Linked DNA regions of Mus musculus: region 1 is linked to region 2. A link is a contact called in public Hi-C data. All regions are on one chromosome and are shown on one strand. Each heading gives the region's core, a stretch centred on a gene start, on an enhancer-like site or on the middle of the called end of the contact. The rest is flanking DNA. Distances are from core to core; before and after follow the strand shown.

What was found. A called contact is a pair of places that touch in the nucleus more often than the background predicts.
Region 1: a contact with region 2 is called in a Hi-C map of the C2C12 cell line, with 5 times the contacts expected there. The contact joins the promoter of Sim2 here to the enhancer-like site in region 2. A contact is called at or near these places in 15 of 484 Hi-C or Micro-C datasets (the AML12 cell line, the C2C12 cell line, CD8 T cells and 6 more) and 2 of 9 other capture datasets (adipose tissue and pancreatic islet).

The regions. Positions count from the first base shown.
Region 1 is chr16:94,080,781-94,086,630 of GRCm38.p6, reverse strand. It overlaps Sim2 (single-minded family bHLH transcription factor 2), which reads right to left and starts at 1,371. Exons shown (of 11, transcript NM_011377.2): 1 at 641-1,371. The coding sequence starts at 815. Gm31175 (a long non-coding RNA gene) reads left to right here and starts at 1,487. Exons shown (of 6, transcript XR_876272.2): 1 at 1,487-1,607.
Region 2 is chr16:94,031,780-94,037,277 of GRCm38.p6, reverse strand. Gm31175 (a long non-coding RNA gene) reads left to right here. Exons shown (of 6, transcript XR_876272.2): 6 at 3,628-5,498. Among named protein-coding and RNA genes, the nearest start is that of 2410003I16Rik, 24 kb to the right of the region's middle. Within about 2 kb of position 2,982, at least 14 of the 459 cell types and tissues checked have an H3K27ac peak or open chromatin away from gene starts, as enhancers often do. A contact at or near this core is called in the C2C12 cell line and embryonic fibroblasts, where this site is marked.

The DNA.
Region 1 (5,850 bases), core at 122-2,621, 51 kb before region 2:
GGGAGCAAAAGCAGAGGCGAGAGAGAAGTAAGGAGAAGGGAAAAAATTATAATGGAGAGAGAGCAGGAGGAGGAGGAGAAGAAAGAAGAAGAAGAAGAAGAAGAAGGAGAAGGAGAAGGAGAAGGAGAAGGAGAAGGAGAAGGAGAAGAAGAAGAAGAAGAAGAAGAAGAAGAAGAAGAAGAAGAAGAAGGAGAGATAGAGAGAGAGAAAGAAAGAGAAAGAGGGAGAGAGAGAGAGAGAGAGAGAGAGAGAGAGAGAGAGAGAGAGAGAGAGAGAAGACCAGCATGGACTGGTATGGAAGGAAGGAAAGAAAGAGAAGCCAGTGAAAGGAGAGGAGGAGAGGGCCAGGAAAGAAAGGAAAGGGGGAAAGAACAACCGGAACGAACTAGCCTGCCTGTGTCAGCTTGGCAAACACTAACCCAGGAATAACGCTTGGTTTTCCCGACTCTGCCCAGAGCTTATACGTGATTGGATTGTCCCTCAGCCTTAGCTTAGGCCTGGGCCGAAGCCCCGGCGCGGCCTCCCCAGACGCGGCCACGGTAGCCAGGAGGCCGCGCGGGCTTCTCCGCGCACGGAAGCCTCCTTTCTGCAGCCGGCCGCTCAGCTCCCCCGCGCCTCGGACGCCCACCTGCAGCCTCACCTTCCGGGAAGACCGCGCGCATCTTCAGGTAGCTGGTGGTGAGTCGGATGATGGACGCTTTGTCCAGCTGCGAGGTGATGGCCGAAGGCAGCGGGAGCAGCTTGGCCAGCTCGTAAAACTCGCCATTTTCCTTCTCCCTCCTGGTTTTGGCCGCATTTTTGGACTTCTCCTTCATCGCGCCTCGGCTCTGGGCATATTAGACCTCGCTGCGCTCCAGGCCCGCGGAGTCCCGCTTGGGCTGCGGCAGCCGGAATGGGGACAGGGACGCCAGGGGTCAGGTGAGTCGGGGTGCCGGGCTCGGGCAGGTGCGGGAGACCGGCCTGGAGCACCCAACGTCTTCTGCAAGGCGCCAGCCCTGAGTCCGTCGCAAACCAGCTGCGCAGCCCCCCTCTCTGTCTGAGGCTGGAGGCTGGACCGTCCCGTGTGGACCTGATCCCAGCTCGCTCTTCCTTCTGGTCTCCAGTATCTCCCGCCTCGACCTTCCTGGGGCTGTGGTTGGCGGGCGAGCAGGCGCCGACCCTGTTTAGTCCTTAAAGGAGGGCTTGTACCCGCTGCCGCGAGGGCCCTCGGAAGGCAAGGGCGGCAGCGGCGGCGGCCGCCGCGGAGCCATGGGGCGGGAGCGGAGCGAGGTGGCAGTGGCCAGTGCCAAGCCTGAGCTCGGTGCGCTTTCCTGCCCTCCCCGGCGGTTCCGGCTTCCTTAGTCCGGTCGTCCGGAGCCCGCGATCGGTGGCGGGGCGCAGTTGCTCCGCGGTCCACGTGTGACCGAGCTGCGTTTGTTTATGGCAGACCCGCCTTCGGGCGGAGACTGGGCTGCGCGGGACCGCGGGAGGGGGGAGGGGAGGGGCCGTGGCGGGGGCGGTGAGCCTCGCCTCCGACCCCCGCCGCGGCCCGTGAGTCGCCGGCGCGCCTCCGCGTCGCCACCTCCAGGGACTGTCCCCACGAGAGACCGGCGCGCTCCCGGGGTAAGGTAAGCCGTGGTGAGTGCACGAGAAGCGTCGCGCCTACCCGCTCCGAGGTTGAGTGTCAGGGCCTGGGATCGAGGATGAGCGGCCGACGCGGTAAAGAAGGAAGGAGGGAGGGCTGCAGTGCTGGTTTCCACGGAGGCTCCGGGCAGGTCACCCGCGGGCGCGGCCCAGAAAAGGCGGCGCTAACAGCTGGCTAAGTGCCCGGCGACGGGGTGGCAATCCTGGTCTCACACTTGCACCTTCCTTGGGTGGCCGATCCGCGAGTCTAAAGGGGTGGCCCGAGGAAAAATTACTCCTTTCCCCTCCACTCATCCACACGCACGCGTGCACGACGCCTTCCAGGAGAGAGAGAGAGAGAGAGGGAGAGAGAGAGAGAGAGAGAGAGAGAGAGAGAGAGAGAGAGAGAGAGAGAGAGAACACGGGGTGGGCCAGAGGGCACGCGGGAGCGCTGAACCCAAGGGGCGCTAGCGGCAACAGGGCAATCGACTTTGGGCCAAAGCTTCAGGTCGACAATAATAGAGCCTTGGTAACCGGGAACGCTGATGCGACCCTCAGAAGTGGAGCAGAGGTAGCTGGCGAAGGGAGATTCAGTCACTGAGTGCAAGCATTCTCCCACTGCGCCACACTAGGTTAAATAATCTTGTGTCTTCCCTGCTGCTGAGGCCCGGATAGATGCCGGCACTACAGTCCCCTCGGGCGCTCAGGCGGTCGCGGTCGCCCGAACCCATCCACACTCCTCTTTGGAGCCTAAATCTTCCGACGCGGGTCAGATGCCATTTCCCAGGCGTCTTGGATCCCAGACAGAGACGCAGAGAGGTCTCAGCGCAGTTCTTTTTGTCGTCGTGGACCCCGTGGCTCGCTTGGTGGCTGTAAAGTTATAGGATGCAGAGAGTCTGACCTTGGAAACCCAGTGCCCGACACGGGATTTCCATATCCTGGCCACTGCTCCATTCCTCTCCCTCCAGTCCTCTTCCAAGCCCGAGAAAAGCTTGCAGGCCGACCAGCTCCTGGTCCTGCAGACTTCCCCACCCGCGCCGGGGGAGCTGGGCCTCCTAACCACTCGCGTGAAGCAGATTCTTCTGTCTTTTCTGGGTCCCCATTTGAAAACCCGAAGTTCGAAGGCCTTCGAGGAGTTGTAGACTGTCGTGGGGCTTCGGGCGGTTCACAAACCCCGGCCCTTCGCGCCTTAATTAAAAAAAAAAAAAAAAAAAAAAAACAAAACGGAAAAAACCGGTGCGCCAGGTGGCGTGAAGTCGCACCAGGCGGGAGCACGGAGGTGCTCACGCTTCGCGCTTGAGTTTGGAGCTCAAGTTTGGAGTTTGCTTTGAGTTTGGAGCTGGGTTCTGCGCTTGCAGGATTTTCTGGGTCCTGCAGTAGTACGGTGCACGTGTACGGAGCACGTTTGCCGGTGGTGCGGGTACCCAATGCCCAGACCTGCAGCCCTTGTCGGGAGTTCGGTGGGGCACTGTGCCTTTAGCCGCTCCGGGCAAGTAAGGGCTGCGGAGCCACCCTGCTACGGCGGACCCACTCTGGCGCCGCTTCGCAGACCTCCGAGGAATGAGCCCTGCACTCTGCAGATACATAGGGTTTAACGCTTCTCCCACGCCCCAGATTCCCGACCCTCAATTATGGACTCCCGAGAATTCCTCCCCGGCTTGAAAGGGATTACCCAGATCATAGAAACATGGCTAAGTGGAGGTGAGAGAAACCCGGCAAGCAACAAGAATTGAAACTTCTCAACGAATTTCCCAGTTTGTAACAGGAAAGCGCATCTGAACTCTTGCGACTGGATTTTCGCAGTGGAGGCCGTTTTGACTTTAGGGAGGAGATGGCAAACGCTATTGAAGTGGGTATGGGGTAGCTCCAGGCCCAGCAGACAGGCTCCACATAAGTCCTTCTCCAAACATCAAACATTGGTTAACACCACACTTCCCCAGAACTAGGGTCCCCAGCGCCACCGTCTAAAGTCCAAGTCTCTGGGCGGGTATCTCAGTACTAGAGGATTTGCAGCTAGGAAGGAGTTTAAGTCTATGTGGAATAATGAAGATGGGTCCCTGTAGTCGGGAGTTGGAGCATGGGGTTTTCAGGGCAAGGCTCCAGACATCCAGTCTATTATTGCGAGACAGAATTAATTCAGCAGCTCCGTTTGACATGGAAAAGAGGAGAGAGAGAGAGAGAGAGAGAGAGAGACAGAGAGAGAGAGAGAGACAGAGAGAGAGAGAGACAGAGACAGAGAGAGACAGAGAGAGACAGAGAGAGACAGAGAGAGACAGAGAAGGAAGAGGAGGAGGAGGAGGAGGAGGAGAATATGTTGTATGCATGGGTATATGTAGGTCACGAGGAATCCTTATTTCAGCAAGACCATGGGCACGTGAGGCCCAGCCTGCCCGTCTGTCTCCATTCCATTTCTCAGTGCTGACATTATAGAACCCCTGATCCCTCTTCCCTCTTTACATGGGTTCTGGGGATTCAAACCCAGATCCTCATGTTGTGTAGTTGGTATTTTACTTACTGAGGCACCGTGCCAGACCCTGAACAAGTTTTAATTGGCGCTGACCATAGTTTAGTACATCTATTACTTGTCTCTGACTCCAGGACTGGAGAAAGGGTCTGCTCACTGAAGCTAAAGCTAAGCAGCAAACATCAGCACCAGCCTTGGGCCCTGGGAAAGAGGCAGAGCTGAAGAGACCCTAGGATCTCGGGTACCACTTATAAATTACTGGCTGGTAGGAGCCTGCAGAGGGAAGGTGTGAAGAAGTGACCCACTGATCCTGCTGGCTGGGCACCCAGCTCTCAATCTGCACCAGAAGCCCAGCCCACCAGCCCCACCTCTTAGAAATTTTCCATTAGGAAAACTAATCTGGATGAAATTTGGGCCCCAAGAAGAAAGGGGGTGGGGCCAGGCTGCCCCACATCTGTTTGAATTTTCCGCTTCAGATGTTTGGGTCTGTTCTTGCCAAGCTGCTCACCCTGTGCCTACCTGAGCCCATCCCCAGCAGAAACCAACTTTCCGGTAGATCAAGGCCCCCACAGATGTTTCTCCCAGGATAGGCTCCGAGAAAGCTGGTGCTATAAAAGCAGATCAGAGATCAGAGATCTAGCCACCACCAAGGTGTGTGTGAAGGGGGAGAGCCCTCCAGTTCCTGGCTGTCTCCAGCCTCTAAGTGAAATTTAAGAGCTTCAACCTCCTGAGCTATGGGAGGAAACAGAAAATCTTGAATCCTTGGAGATTGGAAACATTCATTTCTACGCCATTATCTGCACAGGCAATCGGTGGGATGTGCGCTGTGCGCTTACTTCAGCAAGCCTTATTCCCACCCAGCTTCACAGATCCAACTGTCTCTAACTGGAAGTCTTTTCTGGTATGAACTGCCCAAAAGAATACTACACTCTCCTGCCCTCACTCCCTTCCATGTATAAGTTACACATACTCCCCTTGGGGTCATTGTTATTCCAACACAGTTACAATGTTAACAAACACATTGTTTAAAATATAATTACAGGTAGTCAGAGCAATTTCAGAATAATTTGTTCTGGCAGAGGTCATGACAGTAACAGCCTGCCTCTTCCTTCTTAAGTTGTACAGAATCTCCCCTCCTCCCTCCTACTCTCCTCCAGCTGGAAGTTACTCCTCTGGAGAAAGTGTTTGATTTAGCTTGGTCTAGGCATTTAACTGAGCCCAGTAATGGGACATATCTATCTTCTTTTTTTCTTTTTTTTTTCTTTTTTTTATTTATTACATGTAAGTACACTGTAGCTGTCTTCAGACACTCCAGAAGAGGGCGTCAGATCTTGTTACAGATGGTTGTGAGCCACCATGTGGTTGCTGGGATTTGAACTTCGGACCTTCGGGAAGAGCAGTCGGGTGCTCTTACCCACTGAGCCATCTCACCAGCCCCCCATATCTATCTTCTTATGGTGGGTCCAGAAATCAGGTTTCCAGAGTCTGAGCTAGAGCCCTATACCAGCAACCACCAACCACGGAGGCAGAGTCAGGACACCAACTCTTCTTGTTCCCGTGAGCCTATCCATGCCCACGAGAAAAGAGACATCTCTAACCCCAGGGCTCCAGTATTGGGATGCAGGGGAATTCTGAGAAGAGCAATTCAAGACTTGGTCATCTAGGATGACTACAGATTCCACGATGGTGACTCCAGAGGGTCACAGTGACTCCTGCCTTCCTCTCCCCTTCTCTCAAGAAGGGGAACAGAAACTGTCACCAGGACCTTATTGTAGGTATTCTCA
Region 2 (5,498 bases), core at 1,733-4,232:
TTGAGGCAGAGGTGATGTAATCCACATGGTAGAGGTGTGCTTCACTGACTTCCAGAAACACCATAGGTAGCAAATGTTTTCTTACTACCCTGCTAGAAAAACACGCACCGAGCACACACACCTTGCTCTTTGCCACCCTCTCATCATTGCAAGGTGAAAGATCCTACAGGTGTGGAAGGGGCTTGCTCCAGGAGGCTACTGCTCCCCAACAAAGCCAAAACGGCAACAACACTGCAAATGTGTCTCAATCTGCTGTGACATCCACTTGGTACAGGAAAGGTCCACTGACTCGTGGCCAGCTTCCCCTCAGGCACGGAAAAGGTTAAGTGGCCACTCACCCTGGAGTTCTGGCCCAAGAGTACAGTGTCAGGAGACTTCAGGCAGTGGCAGTAGCCAGCAGGAAAGAGGTGGCTTTGGGCGTGGGACACTTGGGGTCACCTGGCAGGGTGTGCCCTCTGAGATGAAGTTCAGGTCACTGGGTGGGTGGGGAGGTTACTCGTGAAAGGGTTATTTTCTTCTACACAGAACAATAGCTCACCGTTCAGCACCGAGGCAGCAGTTGGGTGAGCCAGAGCAATTGGGGGAAGTCTGTCCTCGTTGAGCTATGAGGTGTGGTGTGTGGGAACACTAGGTTCCACGGGTCCTAGAACAAGGAAAAACCTAGCAGTTTCTCTATTTTGCCTCAGAGAGGAGAAGGCCTGGTTGAATGCTCTTCTCCACCCTGTTTTTCTCTGTTCTGTGGCTGTGCCATGATGCAGGGTTGGGTGGGCAGGAGTTTGTAGAAGAAACCTCTGTAGCAGTGGAGGATGCTTCCTAACCAATAAAATAACTAATCAAAACGATTTTTATCATTATGGGTATTTTATCTGCATCTGTGTCATGTGTTACATGTATGTAGTGCTGTGTCATGTGCTACATGTATGTAGTGACTATCAAGGCCAGAGGAGGGCATGGGATTCATTGTAAATGGAGTTATAGGTGGGTGTGAGCTGTCACCTGGGTGCTGGGAGTCAAACATGGGTCCTCTGGAAGAGCAGACGGTGCTCTTAACTGCGGAGCCACCTCTCCGGCTCTGAAATCTTATCATCTTGGATTTAATGTAGGCCAGTAAGAAAAGTGGCAAACATTGTCCTGAAACAAAAATAGAAATTATATGCAAATGTATGCATATGGTCCAAAAACTCCATGTGTGCATGTGTGTGCATGTGTGCATACCTCTCTCTCTCTCTCTCTCTCTGTCTGTGTGTGTGTGTGTGTGTGTGTGTGTGTGTGTGGTGTTTAATTTCTGGAAGAGTTCTTAGCTGATATGTTAACATCACTGCTGGAATGAAGATCCCAAACTTGTCAGTGTTGGACATCCGTTTCTCGGCGTGTTAGCTTTTATAAAGTACATATGGGGTGTGTGCGAATGAATGATGTTAGCTAACTGAATACTGAGGCATAGAAAATAGTTTCACACCAAGAGGAAGTGCCCCAGAGACTGGTGATGAGGCATGTCATGTTGGTCCATGATCCATGATAGTATGGGGACACAGAGACACATCAAAGCAACAAAGGAGACAAGGTCTTCTAGCCCCCACGGGATTCTGATGTCATCTGTCCCCTGTATACCACAAATTCTTGAGTAGAAGCAGTCTTTGGGTAGCCTATCCATACTGATCATACTAGGAACTACTGGGTTCTGCAGGGTATCTGGCCTACAAGGGACTTGGGAAGAGGAGGGCAGATAGGTGTAAATTACTTGAACAAACAGAGCAATTAGACTCCCCTTGTTCAAGAGATGGGCAGTAGAACTACCCTGCATCTCTCTTTGAATCAGAGTCTCATGTAACCCAGGCTGGCCTTAAACTTGCTATGTAGCTGAAGACAACCTTGACCTTCTGATCTTCCTGCCTCTCTGGGTGCTGGCATTACAATTGTTTACTAATGCGACTGGTTTAAGAGGTGTCGGGGATTGAACCCAGGGCTTCATACACTGTAGGCAAGCATTCTGCCAACTGAGCTGCATCCCCAGCCTTTGCCTCTCTCCCTCCTCCCCTCTCTCCTTCCCTTCTTTCTTTCCTTCTTTCTTTATTTTCCCTGCTGGATTTGGGTGTCAGCTCCTTGCTCCTTCTAGGCTGATGCTCTGCCTCTGAATGTGTCCTAGCTCAGAAATCTATTTTGCTTTCACATAAAGAGCAGCTTTTCATAACTCTGTCTCCCTCCCTGGCACAGATTCTGTCCCAGGGTCTGCTCTGTAGGACTAAGGTTCAGGGAGACTGGGTAGATGACATGCAGGCTCTTCTCAGAGCCACCTACTCGGGAGACAGGAAGGGGACAGTCTTCCTGGACTTGGCTTTTTTTTTTTTTTTTAATCTCCCTTCCATCTGGTCAGAAACCTTTGATAAAAGGAGACAAGTGTGGTTCAGTTTTATTTTGAGCCATTTGACTAGGGTCTGACTTCTTAGAGGGTTTATGGAAATACAAAAAAAATCATATAAAGCTTATTTTAATTTCACATATGTTACAAATCAAAGGAACCATTGTGCAAAACGGTATGCCAGTGACCTGAGATGGTCTGATATCTGAAGCCATTTCCAGAACAGATTCACAGCTCCAGACAGAGACTATGTAGGTTCCCTAAGATGCCCTGAGTGAAGAGGCGTGTAGTCATGACACACCAAAGCCCAGGCTTTTGTTTTGTAAGACATTTTTACTGTGGAGGCAGGAGCTGTGGCATTTGTTGTTTTTTATTAAAGAGAAAAAGGCCGTTGCACTAGAAAGGAAAAGAAAACATTTTCCAGATACCCCGTGATTCATCCACCAATGGCTTTATGAAGATCTGTTCCGTGACATTTATTGCATTTTTGGCGAAAACTGAAAAGAAATGAAAACGGAAAAAAATGGTCAAAATTAATGATGGCCCCGCACAGTCACATGACTGTCCTAAAAGGGAAAGCTCGTCCATGTCTAAGCTGGGAAGAATTTATAGGCAGGCTATGTTATTTTAAAGCATTCCTCACAGCAACATCAAACTCAAATTTCATATCTCCGGGGGCAAATTGGAGTCCATTTGATGAGTGGCATCACGTTGCTGTTCCCCACAGTGTTTTGTCAGGAACTCTCTTCCCCCTCCAGCAGGGTCCATGAGGCTTAGAGCGAAAAGATGGGACGTTGTACCTTCTTCTGACTTGGAAAACCGCACACTCCACAGGGAGAATCAAGTCTCTGGCATGTGTTAAAACTGCCCTGCCTGCCCATTAGCATCTGGGAAGACATCTTAGACAATATCTTGGAAGCTCAGGCTTAGGACTAAGAACCAGGAGAGATGGCTAAGGAATGTGGTGCAGGCGCTGATACTCCAACCTCATGCTTTACAGCCAGCAGGCAAGCCACATTGCTACTCAGTGCCTCAGTTTCCCCAGGTTATCACACGACTGGAGATGCCTTGCCTGTAGTCATTAAGGTTGGTATCATGATCATTCATACCCATAATTCCCTGTTAAAGAATGATACATTTCCATCCCATTGACCATGGTTGGCCGTGAGGCAGGCTACACCTGAGGGCGTGGAGCTTACGTCGGGGGAATGCCTACTCTCTAACCAAGAAACGTTATGTGAGTGCACTCCTCTCTCGATGTTTTGCAGGGCATGGTTGCTTCATTGGTTGAGATCTCAGATGGGAAGATGTGAGACACAGAGCAGCAATGTAACCCAGTAACAGAAATGCATTTGCCCCTGTGGTCACAGAGAACATGGGGTTCTCTGCTACGTTAGACATCCCGACTGATCCGCCAGCTCAGAGCCCTCCTGTTCTGATATTTCCACATTGTGAATTGCCTCTGCTCCTGCCCTGAGTGGTCCCAGCTGGTTTCCCCATCTTTGCCAGCCTTCTGCCCTGACTTCTTTTATCAAGGTCTCCAGAGCAAAGGACTTTGACTCCCTACGAGGGAGGGCGGATACAACTAACAACCCAAACATGATTCTGAAGCTATCTGTGAAGTACATCGATGCTGGAGCCCAGAGTCTGGTGGTCTGGAGGCCTAAGAGGACCGCTAGGAAAGAGCTTATTTAGAGACAGGCTCCAGTGGTCATTACAGTTTTACATTACATTCTACTGTAGTGTTCTGGAACTCTCCAGGATGAAGATGGTGATACTTCAAGGATTCTTGGGTATCCTGCAGTGACAGGGGTAGGCTCAGGAAAGCATGCATGCGCTGTGACTAAGGTGGGACATTTACGCTCAGTTAAGTCCAACCAATAATAGCAAACATGGTGACAGTGGTCTGTACAAACTTCTCTGCAAGCCAGTCTTCATCTACCACTCAACTACTCAAGAGGCTGCAGCAGAAAGATCACCTGAGCCCAGGAATTCCAGGCCAGCCTGAGCAACGTGATGAGACCCTGTGTCCTAAAACAAAACCATGTTAAGTCTCAGTGAGTCTGTGATGAGGAGGTTCTTCAAGAGTGTAGATCTGTGAACTCTGGAGGCTTGTTTCTACCACCATGATGCTGGAGATGACCTGCAGGGTTTCACCATGGAAGCCATCTTCAGTCTACCCAATGCCTTGGAGGGTAAAGGAAAGATCTATCTCATGGGCCCAACCTTTAGGGATTACAGCATGACATTGTCATCTACTGTTTACACTTGAGATCTGTACAATCAGGTTACACTATAAGAATCACACACAGAGAGATCTCATGTCTTAACGATATTGACAATTTTATGTTGGGCCTCATCTGTAGTTTTTCAGGGCATCTGGTCAGACATGCTTGGAACTGTAAGAGTGGGGGGCTGTGGGGTGCGACTTGGAGGCAGTTTGTTAGGCCTTCATACATTCGTGTGTCTGTGCATCTGATAACAAATAGCTACTTCCTTTTTATATTTTTGGTTGTGAGCTTAACCTATAACAGCTTAGTCATCTCTCCAGCCTACTTCTTTTTTAAAAACACAAGAGGGTCCCATTCTCGGGGGACGAAGACCCCTTCTAGCCACAGCACCTGCTTGCTTTCTTTGCTTTGAGTGACTTTGGGCCTCCTGGCCTGTTGCCACTTGCATGGTTTTTCCTTTGATATTGGGCTGAAACCCACATGAAGCCTCTTTTGGGAGGTTGGCAGCTCACTCACAGCACTTTCCAGAGAAAAATGTTCACAGTGGCACAAACACATTGACTCCAGCGGTCAGTCACTGAGTCTCGGGATATCAAGAGGGAGCGAGTATTTAGGGTACTGGCAGTCATAAGCGAGCTATCCACGCTCTGAGTCTTTCTCAGTGCCCTCAGCAGCAGAGATCACGGTGGTCGCCTGCTGCCGCGTCGGTGTGCGGTGCCCAGAGGTTCACAGAGGACAAACAAGAACTGGGTCACCTCTTCCAGCACCTTCTCCCTGCCCTGCCCTTTCCCTGTTGATCCCATTTCATTTAGTTCCTTTTTCAAGACTGCTCAGTCTGACCCAGAGCATCTTGCTACCCAGGCACACTGCCAGTCTCCCTTCTTCCTCTGAAGTCTGTGATCGGGAGC